Regions from separate parts of the Mus musculus genome. Here all the other regions are linked to region 3. Evidence: chromatin contacts called from public promoter capture Hi-C data. All regions are on one chromosome and are shown on one strand. The core of a region is the stretch at or near the end of the contact, and the rest is flanking DNA. Distances in the headings are between cores, read along the strand shown.

Region 1 (4,805 bases), core at 250-2,749, 290 kb before region 3:
AATAAAATAAAATAAAAAGGAAATGAGCTGGTTCTCACCGTCCAGAGAGGTGGCAAGGACAAGCTACCATCAATGCATGTGTCCATTGAGGGAACATTTTCTTAAGCCAATAATAATAATAATAATAATAATAGTAATAATAATAATAGAAGGAGGAGGAGAATGAGACTAAGAATAAGGATTCTCACTGCCCCCCATGCCTCCTTTAAACGTGGAGAACTAGTCCCCAAAACCCTCCCACAGCAGAGCCAGGCTTAAGAGTGACAATCCCAGTGAGCCACACTGCCGAGACCTTCTCCAGACAATGGTACCATGGGGTGGGAAAGTTCTGGTTCTATTCTCCTGCCCTTGATGTTAGCCTAGCATCCCATGACCCCACAGTCCTGCAGCATCTGGAACAAAGGTGCCATTCCACCATCACACATAGCAACCAACTAGGAGAAGGGGCTGGCTTTTGTTGTTGCCATCAGAACCCAGACTCAGAGACCAGTCAAGGCCACCACTGAGAACTTGTTAGTCACCTGCCCTGGACCGTGAGTACCTTTAGAGCAGGGACTGTCCTTCTCACCAACATCCCTGGGACCTGCAAGGATACTCAGCACCCAGGAATGCTCTGTAAATGTTTGCTGAATGGCCTTGACAAGGGGACAGGAATTTAACAGCCCTGGACCTGAGAACATTTCTTTACAATGTGCCTCACCCCACTGCCCACTCAATCCTGGCTGGCTAAGCACACTCACCCACCCCGCGACTCTCAAAGCCCCTGCTGCCACCCCTCTCTTCTGGAGAATGTTACAGGACATACAGAAGGTGCCACCTAGGGCATAGTGGGTACAACCCTTCTTACATAATGCCCATTCAGACGAATGAAGAGGGGTAAATCCAGCCTCTTATGAGTGTGAACCGGACATGGCCAAGACTGGGTCACAAAGCAAGTGTCCCTCTCCACTGCCCTCCCAGCACACAGGTATATCAGGGGCTCCAAGCACATACTCAAGAAGGGAAGGAAGGGACCTACCAATCTCATCTGAATACAATTCTGCCAGGCCAGAAAGCCTCTTCAGAAAGAAAAGCAGGACCCAGCAGCAACAGCAGAGGGACCATAGGATCCAGGTAGCTTTGAATCACTCCTCCAGACAAATCCCTTCTGTTATAGGATCCGCAGCCAGATCCTCAGGGGCAGGGATCAGCCCTGTACCTTCCCCCACCCCTCAGCTAAGCCAGATCTCCATCCAAAACCATCATACCTTGCCCATACAAACAGGGGCTGTATCTCCAAGGTCCCTTGAGGAAACCCAGCCGCTACTCAGTGGTGCCACCTCTCACTCCTAAGCCATTTTCCTGCGCAACTGCTGGATGGATCTGCTCAGACTCTGAGCCGACCTGCTGTCAAGTTGTCCAGGGGCTTCAAAGTCCTCAGAGCCAGGGAGAGAAAACCCAAGCTGTGCCCCAGCCCATTCCTCTGCCTGCAATAGCTCCAAGTTGCCACCACAGAGCCCTGGCCTTCTCTTAATTACCAGCGGGAAACAATGGCAGGAAGCAGTAGTCGAGCCCTTCCAGGCTGATAAGGCTTGAAAAGCCAGGAGGGAGAGCTCCTGGAATCTGCTCCCCAAACACCACCACAGCTCAGTTTGGTCCCCGAGACACCCTGAGTGCCCCTTTAGGCAGCCAGGACCAGGGACAGTAGGTTTCCCATGACAGCCTGGTCCAGGCTAGGAGAGAGAACCAGGCTTACATCAACGTGGCTTCTGGTTCCAATTTCCAGAGGTTTTGAAAAACTCTTCTAACCTAGCCAACTTAGCAGCAAGGTGAGAGGAAGAAGTATGTTAGCACTTCCTGCCCCGTCACCCACAGGTATGAACCGTCCAGGCTAGACCTCACAAAAACCTAGCCTGTTTGTATCTTAGCCAGTGTTTTATGTACATGGTAGCACATGCCTGGAGACAGAGGCAGGAAGGTCTCTATGAGGTTTGAGCCAGCCTGGTCTACTTAGCAAGCTCCAGGACAGCAAGGACTAGAGAGAGAGAGAGAGAGCCTCTCTCAAAACAAACAGCAACAAAAATGAAAGCACTGGTCACAGTCTAAGTCTTTGGGAACTGGGGGAGTGGGGGTGGAAATGATGGTTCCATTCTAATACTCCCCCTTCAAAGACTCACACGTACACACCTGCTCTTTGCTAAGGCATAGAACCCAAGACCTGCACGTGATAAACAATCTTCCACTGAGCTACATCCCCGAGTTCCCACCACACCTCCACGCACACTAGCGTAAATCTGCACACACATACTCTCTCTGCCCCTGCCTCCCAACCTCCTATTCCCAAAAGCCCAGGTCTCAGCCAGATGGGACACACTAATTCCTGTTCAAAAAGAAACCAGGTACAATGTAGGAAAGCGAAGTGAGGCAGGACCTTGTCTGTGGGATTGCCGGCACTCAGCTGGGCAGCCCCCGCAGAGTGTCTAGGAGTGGCCTACTTCACTGCTTCTCACTACACCATTCCGCCAAGCCTCTGAAGAACTGCTATGCCCCCTTCACACACACCTCACACTCTCCCGTTCCCGTTTCCACTGTCTTAGTTAAGGTTTCTATTGCTGCAATGAAACACCATCACCGTGACCAACAAGCACGTTGGGGAGGAAAGTGTTTATTTGGCTTCTGTATCACAGTTTATCACCAAAGGAAGTCAGGACAGGAACAAGACAGAAATGTGGAGGCAGGAACTGATGCAGAGGCCATGGAAGGGTTCTGCATACAGGCTTTCTCACAATGCTTTCTTGCAGGACCACCAGTTCAGCACCATTTCCGATGAGCTGGGCCCTCCCCCATCAACCACTAATTAAGAAAATGTCCTACAGGCTGTACACAGACTCAAATTGTGGAAGCATTTTCTTAATTGAGGTCCCCTCCTCTCAGATGTCTTTAGCTTGTATCAAGTTAAAAACAAACAAACAAACAAACAAAAACAAAAAACCTAGCCAGCACAACCAGCCAGGGTAGGAAGGCCAGTGTTGCCAGGAAAGAAAAAGAATGAAAGAGGCAAGATTAGCCCTTAACATTTCTGTTACCAGAGTCCTTAGGGGCAGAGTCTAGAAGCCTAGTAATCTAGCCTTGGCCACCCATCATCAATGGGCCAAATTAAAAGGCACATGGTAACACAATACAGAGGAAGATTTATTCATGCGGCCACAGAGGGAAGAGAACAAGGAGACCCAGTGACCCCCCCCTCCCCCACCTAAACCATACTTGAAGTACTGACATAAAATTAGGCTTAAACAGAGGGCAGGAGGTGTGTGTGTGTGTGTGTGTGTGTGTGTGTGTAGGCAGTACTGGTCAAGGTGTAGTCTCTCCCCTTATTCCTCTACTTTTTCTTGGCTCCACTCTCCTGAAGAGTTGGTCTTACAAGTTGTTGGAACTATGTAAAATCTATTTCAAAATTCCTCCTCCAGCTTCCCACTTTACCTTCTCCAGCATAAGATCCCTGGGCAAACTCCAGTGTCTTTGGAACTGTCTCAATAGCATGACAACCAAAGGGAGGGGCACAGGCATCTCATCAGGATGTCCTTCCTCCTGGGGCCTGGAGAAATGGCTCAGTGGTTAAGAACACTGGCTGACCGTCCAGGGGACCAGGTTTCACTCCCAGCACCCACATGGTCGTTCATAACTGTCTATTAACTCCAGTTCAGAGGGATCTGACATCCTCTTCTGGCCTTTCAAAATGCTGGAAAAACACAGCACATTTTAAAATACACAGCTGGCCCAGAGTCAAATGAGTGGGACATGGTGGTGCATGCCTTTAATTCCATCCCTCAGGAGTCTGAAGTAGGAGGACCGTGAGTTCAAGACCAACCTTTACTACATAGTGAGACTTGGTCACATAAAAAACAAAAGCAAAAGCAAGCAAAAGTCTAGATGTTGGAAAAGAAATCCAAGAAAATGACTCCAAAGAATAAAAAAATGAAGAACGGTAGGAAGTGTTAGGAGAGAGCATGGAATAAAAGGAGCCAAGGAGAGGCATGAGAGTCAACCCAGGAGTCTACAGACCTCGTGGTCTCTGTGTGTTCACAGCCACAGACCCACCCCGAGCATTTTAGCACAGATAATTATGAGGGTGGGCAGGAAGCTGCAGCTGAGACATGCAAATGTGATATGGAGAAAGGAAAGCCACCAGTAAAAGACTCATATTAAGACAAGCATTGAAAGGGAGGGCTGGAGGAAGAGAGGGATGGAGGGGATGGGAAGGAAAATCGGGGAGGGAAAGCACGGTAGTATGGAAAAAGACTCAGTCTCACAGCTGTGTTATTTCTGCACCTAATGCTGTCAGCTGCTAGCCAGGACTGTTTCCTTAGCCACTCAACAGCCTGCACATAGTCACAGAGATCGGTCTCAGATGAGTTAGGTCTGAGTGCTGTGGAAGAGGGCGTAGTAACTAGTTCCCAGAACTAAGTCATCATTCAGAGTTAGGGCCATCTTCTCTTGCCAGAAAAAGATGAGCTTGCCATCCCCTGCCTTGCTGAATGGACTGCTAAAGAAGGTTCTTCAGGAAGAAGGAAGTTAAACCCAGAGAGAAAATGCTAGAAATAAAAAGCAACAGAGAGGCCTGGCAGTGGTGGCGCATGCCTTTAATCCCAGCACTCGGGAGGCAGAGGCAGGCGGATCTCTGAGTTTGAGGCCAGCCTGGTCTACAGAGTGAGTTCCAGGACAGCCAGGGCTACACAGAGAAACCCTGTCTCAAAAAAAAAAAAAAAAAATCAACAGAGAATTTGGTAGTTATGAGGTAAATGTGAACAGGCAGTGACTTCATAAGA
Region 2 (4,682 bases), core at 884-3,383, 300 kb after region 3:
AGGTGTGGTGTTGCACAACTTTAATCCCAACACCTGGAAGGCTGAGGTAGGCAGCCTTTGGTGAGTTAGAGGATAGCTCACTCTACACAGTGAGTTCCAGGACAGTCCATGATATATAGCTATATAGTGAGATCCCGTCTCAAAAAAAGGAAAAAAAAAATGTCTGGTCAAGTTGACAAAGGCTAGAGTCATCTTAAACGCGGAACTTCAGTTGAGAAAATGAGCCCATTATATTGCCTGTAGGTAGATCTATGGACTTATTTTCTTTTCTAAAAACTATGTTTTTGAGTGTTTTGCCTGCAAATACTCACGTGCACCATGTGCATCGCTGGTGCCTAATAACCCATTCAATGCCCCGAAGCTAGATTACTGTGGGAGCTGGGAATCGAACCAGGTCCTTTGCAAGAGCAACAAATGTTCTTAAATGCTGAGTCACCTCCGCAGCCCTGTAGTTATTTTCTTGATTAATGATTGGTGTGGGAGGCTCAGTGCATTGTGGGTGACACTACCAGGCAAGTAGTCCTGGAGGTGTAAGGTGTTTAGTGTGAGCCCTAGAGAGCAAGTCAGTCATCGCATCCCTCGTGCTCTGCCCAGACTTCCCACCAGGATGGACGGTGATCAGGATGTGAAAGCCTTGGCTTTGGCTGGTGTTTCCACATGGTGACAGAAAGCAAATGATTTATTATGTGTAGTGTTCCGCCTGCATGCATGCCTGCAGACCAGAAGGGGGCACCAGTTCTCATTAGAGATGATTTTTGAGCCACCATGTAGGTGCTGGGATTTGAACTCAGGACCTCTGAAAGAGCAGCCAGTGTTCTAAACTGCTGAGCCATCTCTCCAGCCCATTCATTGCCTTGTTTTCTAACTCTTCTCTCTCTCCCACTCTCAGCCTGGAACTATGCAGCTCACATGGCCTTTGGGCCTAAGATACTCCTGACTTAGCCTCCCAAGTGCTAGACCACAAGCATGCACCACCATCCCTCGAAGGAAGCGACGGAATCAGACAGGTATGCACTTGGACCCTATCCATATTTCTTTGTCCTACAGGTTAGTTCCAGAACTCAGCCCTTGAAGGTCCAATTCTCCTGCCTCAGCCTACTGAGTGATAGGATTACAAATCATCTAACAGTAAACCTGGCTTTACCTTAATTTCCTCCTTATATGGTTTCTGTAAGGATTTTTGTTTTGTTTCATTTTGAAACCTGGTCTATTTAGTGGCGGATGATCCAACTCAGAAATCCACCTAATTAAAGGTGTGTACCACCATGATATTTGGGAGATAGGGTCTCTCACACTGTAGCCCGGGATAACCTCCCAACATATAGCAATCCTCCTGCCTCAGCCTCCTGGATGCTGGGATTACAAGTGCCCGGCTGAATCCTTTAACTTTTAAATTTCCTCATCTGCCTTGGTTCCACTCACACTTTTCTCCTTGCTAATTTGGGATCCAAAGACTAAAAAAATGACTCAATATTTATTTGTAGTAACCATGGCCAAAAGTCTGGTCATGCGATCTGAAACTTCTATGGGAAGAAAACCTCAAAAGCCTAACCAATACACTTCCTTTTCCCCCTTAATCACTCGGGGGTTTGTTTTCTTTCTTATTGAGACCGGTTCTCATGTTGCTCAAACTGGCTTGGAATCTGCGATGGAGCTGAGGCTGGTTTTGAACTCCTGATTCTCCCCTACCTCTACCTCCAATACGCCGGGGGGTGGGGTGGGGGCATGTGTTACCACTTCCTGCCCCCTTACCCTTTAAACTTTTCTTCTGCTCTTTAAAAAGAGTGGATAAGTTGTTGGACTATTTATAGCCTCGTTTCTCTCCTTTCTCCCTTATTTTTTCTTTCTGCGAATTCTCGCCTTCCGCTAACGCTCACGTCGCCGCAGGAACTCGGGGCCGCCATCCTGCCTTGTCCTGCAGCTCCCGGGAGGGTCGCTCCCCCGGACCTCCGCAGAGCCGAGGTCCTCTCCGCACCCTGCATTCACCGCTCTCGCACCCATAAAGATGCACGGACAGAGCGGAAGATGGGCGCCGCTCTCGCGCCTCCCGCGGTCCGGAAACGGAAGCAGGCCGGAGCCGCCCGGAACCCGCCTCCCGAGAGCGGAAGTACGGCCGGAAGCTGGCCATAGAAGCGAGCGGCTAGAGCGGCCCTGCGGGGAGGTGGCAGGAAAGGCTTGGGAGCCGCTGCCGGAGGTGACGGAGCGGCCGCCCCGCCCCGTGCGCTGGGAGACGAGGCTTCCAGGTAGCCGTCGGTTGCAGTCGGTCCGGGGGTACGACCTGGCCTTGGGCGCAGACCCCGGCCGGTCCCGGGGCTGCCTCTTTAAGGGAGGGGGTGGAGCCGCGAGTCAGGCGCGAGGAGGTGAGGTCACGTGGGGGCGGCCACGTGCACGACTCGCGTCCCGAAGTGGGGGTTCGTCGTCGTCCGGTAGACACCATGTGCTATCTCTCCCTTCCCTGGTTCATCAGTCTTGGAACTCAATGGGGTGCACGTGGTGGGGCTTGGGACTGGGCCCGGGATGACGGAGCGGGTGGGCGTGGCAGCCAGGATGGGGCTGGCTTGGAGGAGCCCTCGAGTTGCCTTTTAGACCTCAGGACCCCACTTACTCACTGCGGATGTGGCGGGGTCCCTCTTGAGCGTGCAGCTCCCGTCCCTTCGAGCTGACCACCCTCGCAGGGTCCAGGGACCTTTAGTTTCACGTTCCTCTTTCCTTGCAGCTCCAGAAATCTTGAGGCCAGAGCCCCGCACCTCGGCGCAGCCATGAGTGCGGAGGTGAAGGTGACAGGGCAGAACCAAGAGCAGTTTCTGCTCCTTGCCAAGTCGGCTAAGGGGGCGGCACTGGCCACACTCATCCACCAGGTGCTGGAGGCCCCTGGTGTCTACGTGTTTGGGGAACTGCTGGATATGCCTAATGTTAGAGAGGTGTGTTGCTTGCCTGGGTAGTCCCCAAAGAACGTTGGGACCAAAGTTAACTCTTGAGTGCTGGGCTCGTTTTTTGTACCCAGTAACCACTCAGGTGATCGGGGTACCGATAATTAGCTCTCAACATGGAAAAATAAATCAATCAAATAAAGGTCTTCATTATCTTACAGATAAAGGGTCTGTAAACTTAGTGCTCCCTCCCTCTGTACCCACACTTTGAGTCAGGATTTCACTGTGTAGTCCTGGCTGCCCTAAACTAGTAACTATGGTCTAAGGTGGCCTTGAATGTGTGGGAAATCCCTGCCTATGTCTCATGCATAATTTTTTTTGTTATTTAAAAATATGGAACGCTTTACAAATTGGAGTGTCGTCTTTGCTCAGGGGCCATGCTAATCTTCTCGGGATCGTTCCAGTTTTAGTATATGTGTTGCTGAAGCAAGCAGAAATCTTTAATTTTGAAGCAAAAGAACAAGTCATTAAGAATACCACTGATAAACTCCAGCTTGTCCACCAGTATGATATCTTTTTGTGTTGGTTTTTTTTTTTTTTTTTTTTTCAGGACAGGGTTTCTCTATGTACTATAACTGTGTTCTGGAACTCTCTCTGTCGACCAGGCTGGCCTTCAACTCAGAGATCCTCTGCCTCTTCCTCTCGAGTGTTGGGATTAAAGACTTGTGCTACCATGCCTGCCTAGTGATACCTCTTAATAATCCTGTCACTAACATTTGGGAGGTAGAAAGAGTTGGATCTCTGAGTTGTAGGTCAGCCTGGTCTACAGATTGAGTTCCAGGACAGCCAGGGCTACACAGAGAAACCCTATCTTAAAAACAAAATAAGTCAGAAAACCTGGATCAGAAAACCCTCAGTTTTCTCTTTAAAATGGTGGTGAGAATCTAACTGCTGATAGAGTAGTTGCTTAGCACTTGTGAGGCCTTGGCTTCGATTTCGGAACTTGGGATGCTGAGATAGGGGACCACAACTTTTTAGATCAGCGTGGGCAACTTAGACTCCATCTCAAAAAGGAGTGGGGGTCTTTTCAGTGAAAGAGCCCTTGTCTGTAGTTTGCAAGGCTCAGTATAGGTTCAGTTCTCAGAACTGCAATGAGGAAAAACCTAAAAAAGCACACAGTTCCCTTCACGGTTACAGAAGTAACATTGTGGGGAAGTCTAAAGTCCCCTGAAATCAGAAAGAATGAGCATATTGAATTATGCCATGGTACCCCACCCCACCCCCAAAGTGTCACACATTCTGATTCATTTAAGGTAGAAAATGAAGATGCTGTCTTCTGCCCTAAGACGGTAGCAAAGCTATGAACACAGTAATGAGAACCACTCACAGAAATGGCTGCGTCAAGAACTTAGAAAGCATAGAGCAGGTGGATTGCCACTCTCGTGACACCAGCCTGTCACGAGAGCCTGACCGAAGTGTGTGGCTAAACTGAGCCAAGCATTAGAAGACCTTTGGTTGAATCAGGATAGAAAGTTACTTTGACTGCTGTTTTACAAAACACTGGCTTTTGTTGCTGATTTTATCCACAGTAAACTGAAGTATATCGTTAGGATGAAGTAGATGCCAGTGAAAGAGATCAGATAAGTGAATGAAAATATATGTCAGCAAGTCAGCCATTTATCAGTTATTTACTGCGAGGGCTGCAGCTCTGCTGGGTCTAATGCCTTGTTAAAAGACTGTTAAGTGAGAACCTACAGGGATGGTATGCCAGGATAAGTGGGGGTGACAGGAAGGGAGATGCTGTGGATGAAG
Region 3 (4,831 bases), core at 864-3,363:
TTACAACAAGTGTTGAAGTAGTTAGGGAGTTTATTCTCACTGGAGTTAGATGTCTGACTAATGGTAATATACTCTTATAATACCAGCACTTAGGAGGCTGAAGCAGGAAGATCAGGTGTTCATAGGCAGCCTAGGCTGCCCAGTAAGTTGAAACGATGTCTAAAGAGACACTGCCCTGTCACGCATCGAAACGCTTTAAGAGAAAATCAAATATACTGGATGTTAAATTTAGATGAGAGATTTAAAATATTTAAGAGACTCCAATGGACTATATTTATAGTGGAGCTTAAATTGTTCAAGCTGAGTTAATAAAATTTTAATTTTAAAAGGACAAATGGGAATGAAGCACAGTGGGAAGTTATTGAACCAACCAGGGCTATGTAGTGAGACCCTGTCTCAAACAAGAAAGAAAGAAAAGAAAGATGGGTCTGCAGAAATGGCCCAGTGTTTATCTATGCAAGGTGTTACACAGCCATCTGAGGGCTGAGTTTGAATCGCCAGCACGTACATATGTAGAGCTTCATAATAAAACAACAAAATGCGTACTTTGAACTTAAAAGGCATAAGGGACAGTAGAATGTTTACTTGATGAACAATAATCTATTCTTTGTCTACAATGTCAGTAATTACTCCCAGACCATTTTTCTCTACTCTCTAATCCCGAACTATACAAACAGCTGGGCGTGGTGGTGTGAATCTGTAGTCTCAGGGCTTGAGAGGAGGAGGAGGCAGGAGGACAAGGGTCTGGGCAGTAAGTACTAAGTCATTGGACTACACAGACAGCCCTTGTCTTAAAAAATAAAAAGGATCAGAGCTGGCAGGGGGTGGCTCACAACCATCCATAATGAGATCTGACGCCCTCTTCTGGTGCGTCTGAAGACAGCTACAGTGTACTTATGCATAATAATAAATAAATCTTTGGGCTGAAGCGAGCAGGGACTGAGCGAGCAGGATTGACCAGAGTGAGCAGAGGTCCTAAAAAAATTCAATGACCAACAACCACATAAAGGCTCACAACCATCTGTACAGCTATAGTGTACTCACATACATAAAATAAGTAAATCTTTAAAAAATAATAATAAAAAGGATCAGAAAACACACAGAAACTCACGTCATCTCTTATTCTAGTCCCTTGCCAGTCCACCACATCCTTCAGCATGGAAATGTGTTAGTCACGTCTCAGCCCCAGAAGTCTCCACACGGCCCGTCCTGAAGTTCGCACTTTCCCACTGGGAACCCTAGGAAGGGTGATATTCTGTTCCACCTGCCCGCCCCGTGCCTTGACCTCCCGGGTTCCTTTACTCTTTGCCTGGAACCCTGACTTCTCATGCTGCTCTCACGCCTGGCAGAGAAGGCAGGAGCTGGTGACTGAGTCGTTCCAGGACACATTTACCAGCCCTGCGTCCTGCGCAGCTCAGTACCTGACACCATTGCTCACATGCTCCCTAGGAGCATCAGCACCGATCCACCCACCCTCCCGGTTACAGCACAGACAGACTCATTCAAAGTCCTTGAGCAGCTCACCCCACTAACAACCAGAGAAGCAGAGGGCAAACAGACATTTATACCTCCAATGGTCCAGTATTTCTTCAGTTCTTTGCCATCTGACTGACTCTTGGATTTTTCCTTGGATTTTCACCTCAGCCTCCTCTGGCCCCGCCTTGCCTGTGTCTATCATTTACAAACCTCCCTAGGCAATAGGCTCATGAAAATGCCCATCCTGGTCTAACTTGTAGGTGAAAGAGAAGAATCAGTTATCCAGTTTTGACATGGGCAAAGCATGAATAAACAGCTCTCCAGTCAGTAAGTACAGGCAAAAGGCATGTGACAAAATGTGACGGTAGCCAGGCATGGTGTCACACACCTGAAGTGTCAGCACTTGGGCTATCCTCAGAGGTCAGCCTAGGCTACCTCAAAAACATTAGAAAAGAAAAAGAGAAAAGAAATATGACCACAGCCTGTGCCCACTAAAGGGGTCCCTGTTCCTTCAGAAGGGGCTAGCCCAAATCCTACAGGAGTGAAGGGTCAGGACATCGAGAGCTCTGTAGACCCAAACTTACACTTCTGCTCAAACTCTCCCAGGCCAGGGAGCCCTCAGAAGCGAAGGCAGTGTGGGAATAATTAGTCAGACACGCTTCCCTTTGTGTCACAGAATCTAACTCGCCATCTATGACTTCAGAGAAGTTACGTGACAACAGCAGCACACGGTGTCATAGCAACACACCTACACGTCCTGCTGCCACCTTCCTGCCCGCAGAGAAAACAGCTGCCTTCTTCAAAAGTCAACACAGCCAGGCACTGTGCCGCTCATCTGCCACCTCCAGCACTTGGGAGGGAGACACGTGGAGTCAGGCTGAGGCTAGCAGAAACTACAGGAGACCCTGTCTAAATAGAAAAATAAGTAACGTAAGCAGCGGGTAGCCTGACATCAGCTGGGTGAAGTGTCACAGTGTCACTTAGTGCTTAGGAGTAGAGACAGAATCAGGTGTTCACGGTCATTCTTAGCCACAAAATCAATTTGAGGCCATCCTGGAATACATGAGACACTGGTTTTTTTTAATTAATTAATCAACTAATTAATTAATTTAAAAAACAAAGGAACCAAGAGTGCATATCTTTAATCCCAGCACTGGGGAGGCAGAGGCAGGCAGTTCCCTGTGAGTTCAAAGTTAGCCTGGTTGACAAAGCAAGTTCACGGACAGGCAGAGCTCTCTTTCAGAGAAACCCTGTCTCAGAAACAAAACAAGAAAAAACTAGGGGAGGGGGGAATTCCACTTACCATAGCATCAGAAAGATTAAAACCTTACCAAGAAAGTCAACAAATAAATTGTAAGACTTCTACAATGAAAAGTCACAAAACATTGTTTAAAGGCATTTAGTACTAAATATATCAGAAGATTTGGTGTTCATGGGTTGGAAAACCTGATTGTGTTATTGTGATAATTCTGCCAACTCCCACCAGTGAGTCCAAGACAATGCCTATAAAAATTTCAATTGCCCCTTTTTGCAGAAATGAAACTGATCCTAAAAGTCATACGGCGATTCAAGAGGCACGGAATAGCCAAAATACTTTAGAGAGGCCAGAAAGATGGTTCAGCAATTAAAGACATTTGCCACCAAGCCTGGCTACCTGAACTGAATCCCTGGGACCTCCAACGGTGGCAGGAGAGCATCAACTTCTGTAAACTGACCTCTGACCTCCACATACGTGCCGCGACACACTCCCACCCACACCACACACAAAATGAGTGAACAAATTAGTGTAAAAACAAAACATTATTTCAGAAAAGATCAAAACCCACTAACTCATTCTTTCCAGTTTCCTTTCTCTTCTCTTCTGAGACAGGTCTCGCTATGTAGCGCAGGCTGAACTTTTACTTACAGTAATCCTCCTGCCTCTGCCACCTTACTGCTGGGATTACATAAGCATACAGTACCACTCCGAGTTTATACTTCTTGATGTCAAAACTTACTATAAAACTGTAATCAAAACTGTGAGAGCGACATAAAGATGGACATAGATTAATGGAATAAAACTGAGAGTCCAGAAATCAAGCCATAGGCCAATTGATGGTTACCAAGACCCTCCAGTGTAAGAATAGTTTTCTTCTGACTTCAGGCACTGAGACACCGCTCAGCAGTGAAATACAAGAATTAAAACTACAGGCTGGGCGTGGTGGCGCACGCCTTTAATCCCAGCACTCGGGAGGCAGAGGCAGACGGATTTCTGAGTTTGAGGCCAGCCTGGTCTACAAAGTGAGTTCCAGGACAGCCAGGGCTATACAGAGAAGCCCTGTCTCGGAAAAAAAAAGAAAGAAAAGAAAAGAAAAGGAAAGAAAAGAAAAAAAGAATTAAAACTACAAAGCCATTAGAAGGAAAGAGGTGGCAACCTCTGTGACCTTAGATTAGGCGACAGTTTCCTAAGTACACCACCAAAAGAATAAGCAACAAAGGAAAAAAATAGATCACTACAACTCAAGATTTAAAAACTTCTCATATGAAAAGATAGCACCTGAGGGAGGAAGGGAAGCGGCCAGAGAGCATGGAGTGGTAGGAAGTACTCACTTAGGGGTATTATTATTATTGTTACCATTATTATTAGTGTGGGGAAGGTGTTGGGGTGCAAACACACTCATACACATACACATGCACATTTGCATGCCATCACATGTCAGAGGACAACTTTTGCATTTTGTGTGTGTGTTCGTTTGTTTTTGTTTTTTCGAGACAGGGTTTCTCTGTGTAGCCCTGGCTGTCCTGGAACTCACTCTGTAGACCAGGCTGGCCTCGAACTCAGAGATCAGCCTGCTCCTGCCTCCTGAGTGCTGAGATGAAAAGTGTGTAGCATCTCAGCCAGGCTTTAAATGTGTTCTTACTTATGTGTGTCTTGTCTGTATGTGCCCCACATGCATGCAGTGCCCACAGAGACCGTAAGAGGGCATTCGATCCCTTGGCACTGGAGTTTCAGGCGGTTGGGAGCCACCTGATGTGGGTGCTGGGAACTGAAACAGGGTCCTCTGCAGGAGCTGGGAGCACTCAGAATCCCTTTTGTTGTTTCTGCTGCTCTGTGCACTCCAGGCAGTTGGCTGTGAGCTTCCAGGTGATGTCTGGCTCTCCTGCCATTAGCAGGGAATGCTGGGATCACAGATGTGAGCCTCACATCAGGGATTTTACATGGGCTCCAGGAGCTGAAATGTGCTTATTAGATTTGTGCTCAGCACCTCACCAGCCCCAATACTTCCCTTCCCTTCTTCATACCCAATAAGGATTTAGTACCTAGAGCACAACAAGAAAAAAACCTTTTTGTCAGTTATAAAAAAGAAAAATAGCC

The links. Capture Hi-C pulls out chosen DNA fragments and counts their contacts.
Region 1: a contact with region 3 is called in a promoter capture Hi-C map of liver. The contact joins the promoter of Vwf here to the promoter of 4930417O13Rik in region 3.
Region 2: a contact with region 3 is called in a promoter capture Hi-C map of liver. The contact joins the promoter of Cops7a here to the promoter of 4930417O13Rik in region 3. A contact is called at or near these places in 2 of 39 promoter capture datasets (cranial neural crest and liver), 2 of 115 datasets of contacts at active chromatin or transcription factors (memory CD8 T cells and pancreatic cancer cells) and 1 of 9 other capture datasets (liver).

What each region holds. Positions count from the first base shown.
Region 1 is chr6:125,549,642-125,554,446 of GRCm38.p6, reverse strand. Vwf (Von Willebrand factor) reads right to left here and starts at 1,499. Exons shown (of 52, transcript NM_011708.4): 1 at 1,248-1,499.
Region 2 is chr6:124,962,963-124,967,644 of GRCm38.p6, reverse strand. Cops7a (COP9 signalosome subunit 7A) reads left to right here and starts at 2,133. Exons shown (of 8, transcript NM_001355542.2): 1 at 2,133-2,243; 2 at 2,717-2,921. The coding sequence starts at 2,760. It overlaps Gm23851 (a small nuclear RNA gene), which reads right to left and starts at 3,362; the gene lies at 3,258-3,362.
Region 3 is chr6:125,262,807-125,267,637 of GRCm38.p6, reverse strand. It overlaps 4930417O13Rik (RIKEN cDNA 4930417O13 gene), which reads right to left and starts at 2,113. Exons shown (of 4, transcript NR_015527.1): 1 at 1,569-2,113; 2 at 1,112-1,238.